Regions from separate parts of the Mus musculus genome. Here region 2 is linked to region 1. A link is a contact called in public HiChIP or PLAC-seq data. All regions are on one chromosome and are shown on one strand. Each heading gives the region's core, a stretch centred on a gene start, on an enhancer-like site or on the middle of the called end of the contact. The rest is flanking DNA. Distances are from core to core; before and after follow the strand shown.

What was found. HiChIP or PLAC-seq counts read pairs in DNA pulled down with a chosen protein or histone mark.
Region 2: a contact with region 1 is called in an H3K27ac HiChIP or PLAC-seq map of extraembryonic endoderm stem cells. The contact joins two enhancer-like sites. A contact is called at or near these places in 4 of 115 datasets of contacts at active chromatin or transcription factors (astrocytes, bone marrow-derived macrophages, extraembryonic endoderm stem cells and 1 more) and 1 of 9 other capture datasets (embryonic stem cells).

Annotation. Positions count from the first base shown.
Region 1 is chr12:102,419,185-102,422,451 of GRCm38.p6, forward strand. The region is part of intron 2 of Lgmn (legumain); the gene reads right to left. Among named protein-coding and RNA genes, the nearest start is that of Lgmn, 19 kb to the right of the region's middle. Within about 2 kb of position 1,602, at least 80 of the 459 cell types and tissues checked have an H3K27ac peak or open chromatin away from gene starts, as enhancers often do. A contact at or near this core is called in extraembryonic endoderm stem cells, where this site is marked.
Region 2 is chr12:102,027,771-102,031,037 of GRCm38.p6, forward strand. No RefSeq gene overlaps it. Among named protein-coding and RNA genes, the nearest start is that of Cpsf2, 53 kb to the left of the region's middle. Within about 2 kb of position 1,656, at least 6 of the 459 cell types and tissues checked have an H3K27ac peak or open chromatin away from gene starts, as enhancers often do. A contact at or near this core is called in extraembryonic endoderm stem cells, where this site is marked.

The sequences.
Region 1 (3,267 bases), core at 352-2,851:
AGTCAAGAAAATCCATGAAGAGCAAACTCAGCTCTTTTAGAATTTTTTCTGACAGGATTTCTGAAATCCCAAGAATTACTAGAGAGCTGACACAGCTCTTGTAGAATGCTGTCTAGCACCTATCCAAAGAAGGCTTTCTGAAGAGCAACCCCAGCTCTTTATGATTTTTTTTTCTGGCTTTCTGACTTTGATTAGAAAGAATTACTTTTAGAATTTTTCTAACAGGATTTTTGACTTGATCAGAAGACCTATCAGCTATCCAGAGAGCTTTTAGAATTTTTACTAGCAGAGAGAAAGCTGTCTCAAGCAGAAACTTAGCTGTCTCAACCAGAGTTTTTTAGAATAGAAGAAAAAGCTATCTAGAGCAGATCTCTCTCTCTCTCTCTCTCTCTCTCACACACACACACACACAGAGAGAGAGAGAGAGAGACACACACACAGAGGGAGGGGGGTCTGAAAAGCTGTCTTGAGCAGACTACAAAGCCAAGAACTGTCTACAGAGAGCTATCTAGGCAGCCATCTGGAGCAGAACATAGGCCGCCAGCTTGGACACAGGATTTGACTTGAGTCTTTTGTTTTTGCCACTCTCAGACACCCAGACCAAGCTGAGGCTGGCCCCTGGCATTGAGCCTGTACCACCGTCCTGCTATTCACCACATCCTGGGCTGCAGAACTAACCCTCAGCATACAAACTCCTTTATTATCCCCTGCCCATGGATTTATGCTTCAAAGGAGACTGCTCGCACCCTTTCAAGGTCATTGTGTCATCTCCCTAGACTGACCAAGATCCTATCCATTAGAAGCGCCAGCCACCACCAACCCCCTCACAGTGAATAAAGTTGCTTTTAGTTTATTTCTGACTTTGGTGGTCCTTCCCTCGTTATTTGCATGCCCCGTGACCCTAAAAACCTGGAGCTGTGGTAATAACCATTTCGTAACAACCAGTACTTGTCTGGAGACAGGACCTCAAAACTGAAAACATGGGTTTGAGTCAAATGGCCTGAGTTTAACTGGCCATCCTAGGACTCTCCACACTTGCTATTTAAAACACTGAGGAGATGCCGGGCCTGGTGGCGCTCGCACAGCTTTAGTCTCAGCAGAGGCGGGAGGATATCTTGGGTTTGAGGCCTGCCAAATCTATCAGTCCTAAAGAACCTCATGCCCCTATAAATACATCCAGTTAAAACCTGCACAGGATCAAGGGAGAGTCCGTGAATGATTTAACCTCCAGGTAATGTTTAGCCACTGTATTTTCCTACGTTGGTTGTATAAAAACCAAGTGGCTGATGAGCCAGCATACTTGCTGCCTGTGGTCTCGGGGCTTAACTTATCTTTTCACTCAAAGGAAAAGCAATCAGTTATGATAACAGCTCTTAATCGGGCTAAATTTCCTTTCTGGACCAGCACACAGAGGCCACTCAAGATGAGTCAGAACTTCACCAAAGCCAACCCTTGATGATATGGAAGCCAAGCACCCCGACACTCACAGGGACACAGCTCCATTTGTGCCAACCTCCCAACAGCTGGTCACTGGCTGTTCAGCAGCCAAACAACATGCATCGTGGATAATCTAAACTGACACACCCTGGGATCATGTACATACTAAAAAGGATATAGGGGCCAGCAAGGTGGCTCTACTGATAAAGGTACTTGCTGCCAAGTCTGACAACCTGAGATTGACCCCTGAGACCCACATGGCAGATTGAGAGAATCAACACCTGCCAAGTTTATCATCTGACCTCAACACACGTGTCGTAATAGGCTTGTACCCACACACATACACACATTCATGCATACATAAATAAATGTAATGAAACTTTTTGTTAAAGGATACAGGCTATCTCAGTGGTAATTTCGATATTAATTACATGATGAATTGATATTCATTTGGACTTCTGGTTTAAACAAGATGTCAAAATTAATTTCCTAAATATTTTTCTGTGTTTATACATTTGTGATTAGGTATGTGTTTATACTGTAGATAAGTGTGTATGTGTGCTTACATTGTGTATAGGGATGTGTATGTGTTTATGTTGTGTGTAAGTGTGTGTTTATATTGTATATAAGGGTGTGTGTGTTTATTTTGTGTATAAGGGTGTGTATTATTGTTTGTAAATGTGTGTGTGTTTATATTGTGTATAGGTGCATGTATGTGTTTATATTGTGTATAGGTGTGTGTGTGTGTGTGTGTGTGTGAATGTGGAGGCAAAAGAACAATCTGGGGTGTCTGCTCCTTGGGTGCTGTGGAGGTTTACATGAGAATGGCCCCCATCCGTCTCGTATATTTGCAAGCCTGGTTCCCAGTTGGTGACCTAATTGGACAGATTAGGGGATATGGCCTACTTGGAATATGTGTGTCACTAGGGGTGGGCTTCCAGGTTTCAAAAGCCCACACCAGGCCCAGCAACTCTCTACCTGCTGCATCCAGACCACGCTGCCTGACACAATAAAGAACTAACCCTCTGAAATTATACCCAGAAAATATACATAAGAAGTCCCCAATTAAATGCTTTCTTTTATAAGAGTTGCTTTGATCGTGTCTCTTCACAGCAACAGAACAGTGGCTAAGACAGGTGCTAGCCACTTTATTCTTGTTTGTGTATATGTATGTCTGCATGTGTGCATGCAGTTTCCCAAGTCCCGAGTGGGCATCAGGTCCCCTGGAGCTGGAGTTAGAGGAGGCTATGAGCTGCTTGATATGGAAGCTGAGACCCAAACCCAGGTCCTCCAAAAGAATAGCAAGTGCTGTTAACCACTGGCCTCCCTCCTTCTCCAGCCTGGCCCCCAATACTCCACCTTCGAGATGGTCTCTTACTGGCCTGGAGCTTATCAGGTAGACTAGGCTGGCTGGCCAGGGAGTCCAGGGAGCCAGCTATTTCCACCTCCATATACAGAACTGGGATTCCAGCAGACAGCATTGTTCCTTGGTGTTTTCCTAGGAGTTGACCTCAGGTCCTCGTGCGCAGCGGGCATTTAACTGAACAGACTCTCTCTCCGTGGCCCCTCCTACATATTTTAAGCTTTTTCAAATGTGGCTGCTAGAAACGTTTCCATGACTCACGCTGCTCTTACTGGATTAGGTGGCTCTCAAGCCAGCTGGCTGGGTCTGGATCCTACCCCACCCCCTCCTTGTGCTGCTTACAGCTCCACCACACTGGGCAAACTGCTGGCCTCCCCAGACCTCCATCCAAGTGCTGGTAGATAAAGAGAGGTAAGAACAGGTCCAGCTCCACACTGCCCAGTGGTAAGGAGTAAAGGCTCTCAATG
Region 2 (3,267 bases), core at 406-2,905, 390 kb before region 1:
TCAAGAAGAACGAAGACCAAAGTGTGGACACTTTACCCTTTCTTAGAAATGGGAACAAAACACCCATAGAAGGAGTTACAGAGACAAAATTTGGAGCTGTGACGAAAGGATGGACCATCTAGTGACTGCCATATGCAGGGATCCATCCCATAATCAGCTTCCAAATGCTGACACCATTGCATACACTAGCAAGATTTCGCTGAAAGGACCCAGTTATAGCTCTCTCTTGTGAGACTATGCCGGGGCCTAGCAAACACAGAAGTGGATGATCACAGTCAGCTATTGGATGGGTCACACGGCCCCTAATGGAGGAGCTAGAGAAATTACCCAAGGAGCTAAAGGGAACTGCAATCCTATAGGTGGAACAACAATATGAACTAACCAGTACCAGGGAGCTCTTGTCTTTAGCTGCATATGTATCAAAAGATGGCCTAGTAGGCCATCACTGCAAAGAGAGGCCCATTGGACTTGCAAACTTTATATGCCCCAGTACAGGGGAACGCCAGGGCCAAAAAGGGGGAGTGGGTGGGTAGGGGATTGGGGGGGTGGGTATGGGGGACCTTTGGGATAGCATTGAAAATGTAAATGAGGAAAATACCTAATTAAAAAAAAACTGAAAAAAAAAAAAAGAAGTGTAATAAGGATGCTGAAGTTAGCTCTCCACAACTGATGGCCTCTGGCTAGGGTGCAAGAAAGGAATCAGTCAGTTCTATCTAAAGGGGGGGGCTTCTGAGAGTTTGATGGTGCTCCAATTACTATATAGATAACACAAAATGGACTTGCTTTGTTTTTGTTTAATTTTTATTTATTTTTTTTGGGGGGGGGTCACCAAGATGGGAGCAGACAGCAGACATGAAAGGACTGGGAAATAAGTGTGATCAGGTTGCATGATGTGAACTCCTCAAAGCATCAATAAAAATATTATTTTGAAAAACATGTTTACATTTAAAAATTGTTTTTTGGATAATAAAAAGATGTGTGGTGAAAAAAATGCTGTACAAACATAAGGATGCTAAAATGCTGTACATAAGGACCTAAGTTCAAATCCTCAGTCCCCACATAAGAGGCCAGACATGGTCATACCCACCTGTAACCCCAGGGACTTGGCTGCCAGCCTAGCTCCAGGCTCAGTGAGAGATCCTGTCTCAGAGGAGTAAGGTGTGGAGAGATAGAACAGGCATTAACATTGTCTTCTATATGGGGTGGGGTGGGGGTGTAGATGTGTACCCTGGCACATACATGCAGACAGCAAACATACATATGAGAGAGAGAGAGAGAGAGAGAGAGAGAGAGAGAGAGAAGGCTCTGTGAAGAGCAGAGCAAGTTTGGTTTAGATTCCTAAAGGTTTTGTAAACATAGGAAAACAATGCATTCCTGGGCACTGACAGGACTTAGATTGACTTTGAAGTTTTCAATGTTCAATTCTTAAATTCTTCAGCATTGAATCTTAGGAGCTAGAACACTGGTGACCTATGAAGACAGAGAAAGGCAGGCAATAGCTGCTCAAGGCTCCTTGTGGCCTCCCGTGCTTCAGCTCGTTTGTGCCTGTTCCCCACTCACTCCTCCTCCCTCACCAGGATAAAGAAGAACACCGTGAACAGCCAGGGCCCTTATCCCGCTGTGGGGACATGTGCTCACTCTTATACTGATATTGCAACAGAAGGAACTGCTAACCTCACGTTTCCAGTGGCCAGAGAGCATTAAAGGGCACACCTGGCCCTCTGAAGCCTTGAATAATACTGTCGCTCTTCAGTCGACACTCAATAAAAAGCTATCAGAAGAGTTGGCTCTAAGGAGGAGTGCAAATCTCAGACCTTATTTCTGTGGACAATGAGGGGAGGCCTCGGGCAAACAGTGACTGCTTTAAAGTAGCCAAGGTGGTGTACGGGACGAACCTCTGAACCAAACTGCTGCTATCTTCGGTTCTGCTGGGTAGCTTCCATAACATCATCACAGCTGAACCTGTTGGCTATTTACCTTCCCTTATAGAAGAAGTAGATGGGAAAGGTCCAGAACCCTCACTTGAGTATCTAGCCACCCCTTCCAACCTGTCATGGGCAATTCTACCCTAATTGCATGTGATCTTGGGGGAGGAGCTTAGAGGATATCAGTGGGGGAAGAGTAGAGGTAAGGAAGCTATCATCCTTGCTGAGTTCGGACCTTCCAGAGTGGCTGCTTTAATGTCACCCATTCTTTTGCCAGAAACCCCTCACCCTAAACACGGAGAGCAGCCAGCATCATTCTTCAACTGAAGGTGGCACCTACTCCTCACAGGTGGAGCTGCTGAGCCCTAGCTGGAAGGTTGCTCTAATCCTGCTCTCTCCCATGCTAATTCCCTGCAAATAATCTCCCAGGCCGGCTTTAGCCTACTTCCAAGGCTAGAAGGCACAGGAGGTAAGCCAGTGGCTTAATGACCTCTGGGAGATAGAGACCCACATCACTTCACAAGCACAAGCTGGATGGCGGGCTGGGAGCTGAGATTCAGTGAGGCTGTCACTGTCCCAGGCTACACAGCTCCAGGGACTTGAATTCTGGCATTCCACCATGAAGCTCCACTGGGGAAAAGATGAAGCCCTCTGTGTGGTGAATTATTAATGAACTCCTGCCTCTCTCAGAGCCCTTCTGCCTTTCTGGGGGTGTGATTGTGGTGGAGTGGCTTTGCTGCAGCCCCTGAGGGAGAATATCAGTGTGTCTTCCTTGAAATGACACATGGACCAGGCTGCTCATCTCCATCATCAAAGGATATTTGGGAACAGAAACGTTGGTGTGGGCTTCTGCCCGACTCCTGCACGTGCACGTGTATATGCACACTAGCACAGGCCAGTATGTGGGTGGGTGGCTACTTCAGGTTTCCACTTGGCTCCCAGATCCTTCCTCCCATCTGGGTTCATTCTATAGACTCCAGGCTAGCAACTTGCTGTGTACCAAGTGCTGCTCCAAGATTATCACAAACGTTAGGCCTCTTAAGAACGCTGAGCAGTTTCTAGTTTAGCTCTAGCTCCTCAGTTTCTAGATGGGGAAACGGAGGCTTGGGGAAATGAGGTCATTCACCCAGGTCACACAGCTGTAGATAGAACAATGATGTAAAGACGTATTATCAGGCTCACAGCCCTCGTGCTCCAAAGTACCTCCACTGCACCCCACCGTATAGTCCCTGTTGAGTGCATGCACCCCTTATGCCCTTCAGAAGGGACTAAGATAGAAATGACATGACCCCACACACTCCAAATGCCACCTGGAATAACAACACGTGAAGTGCTGGGCAGA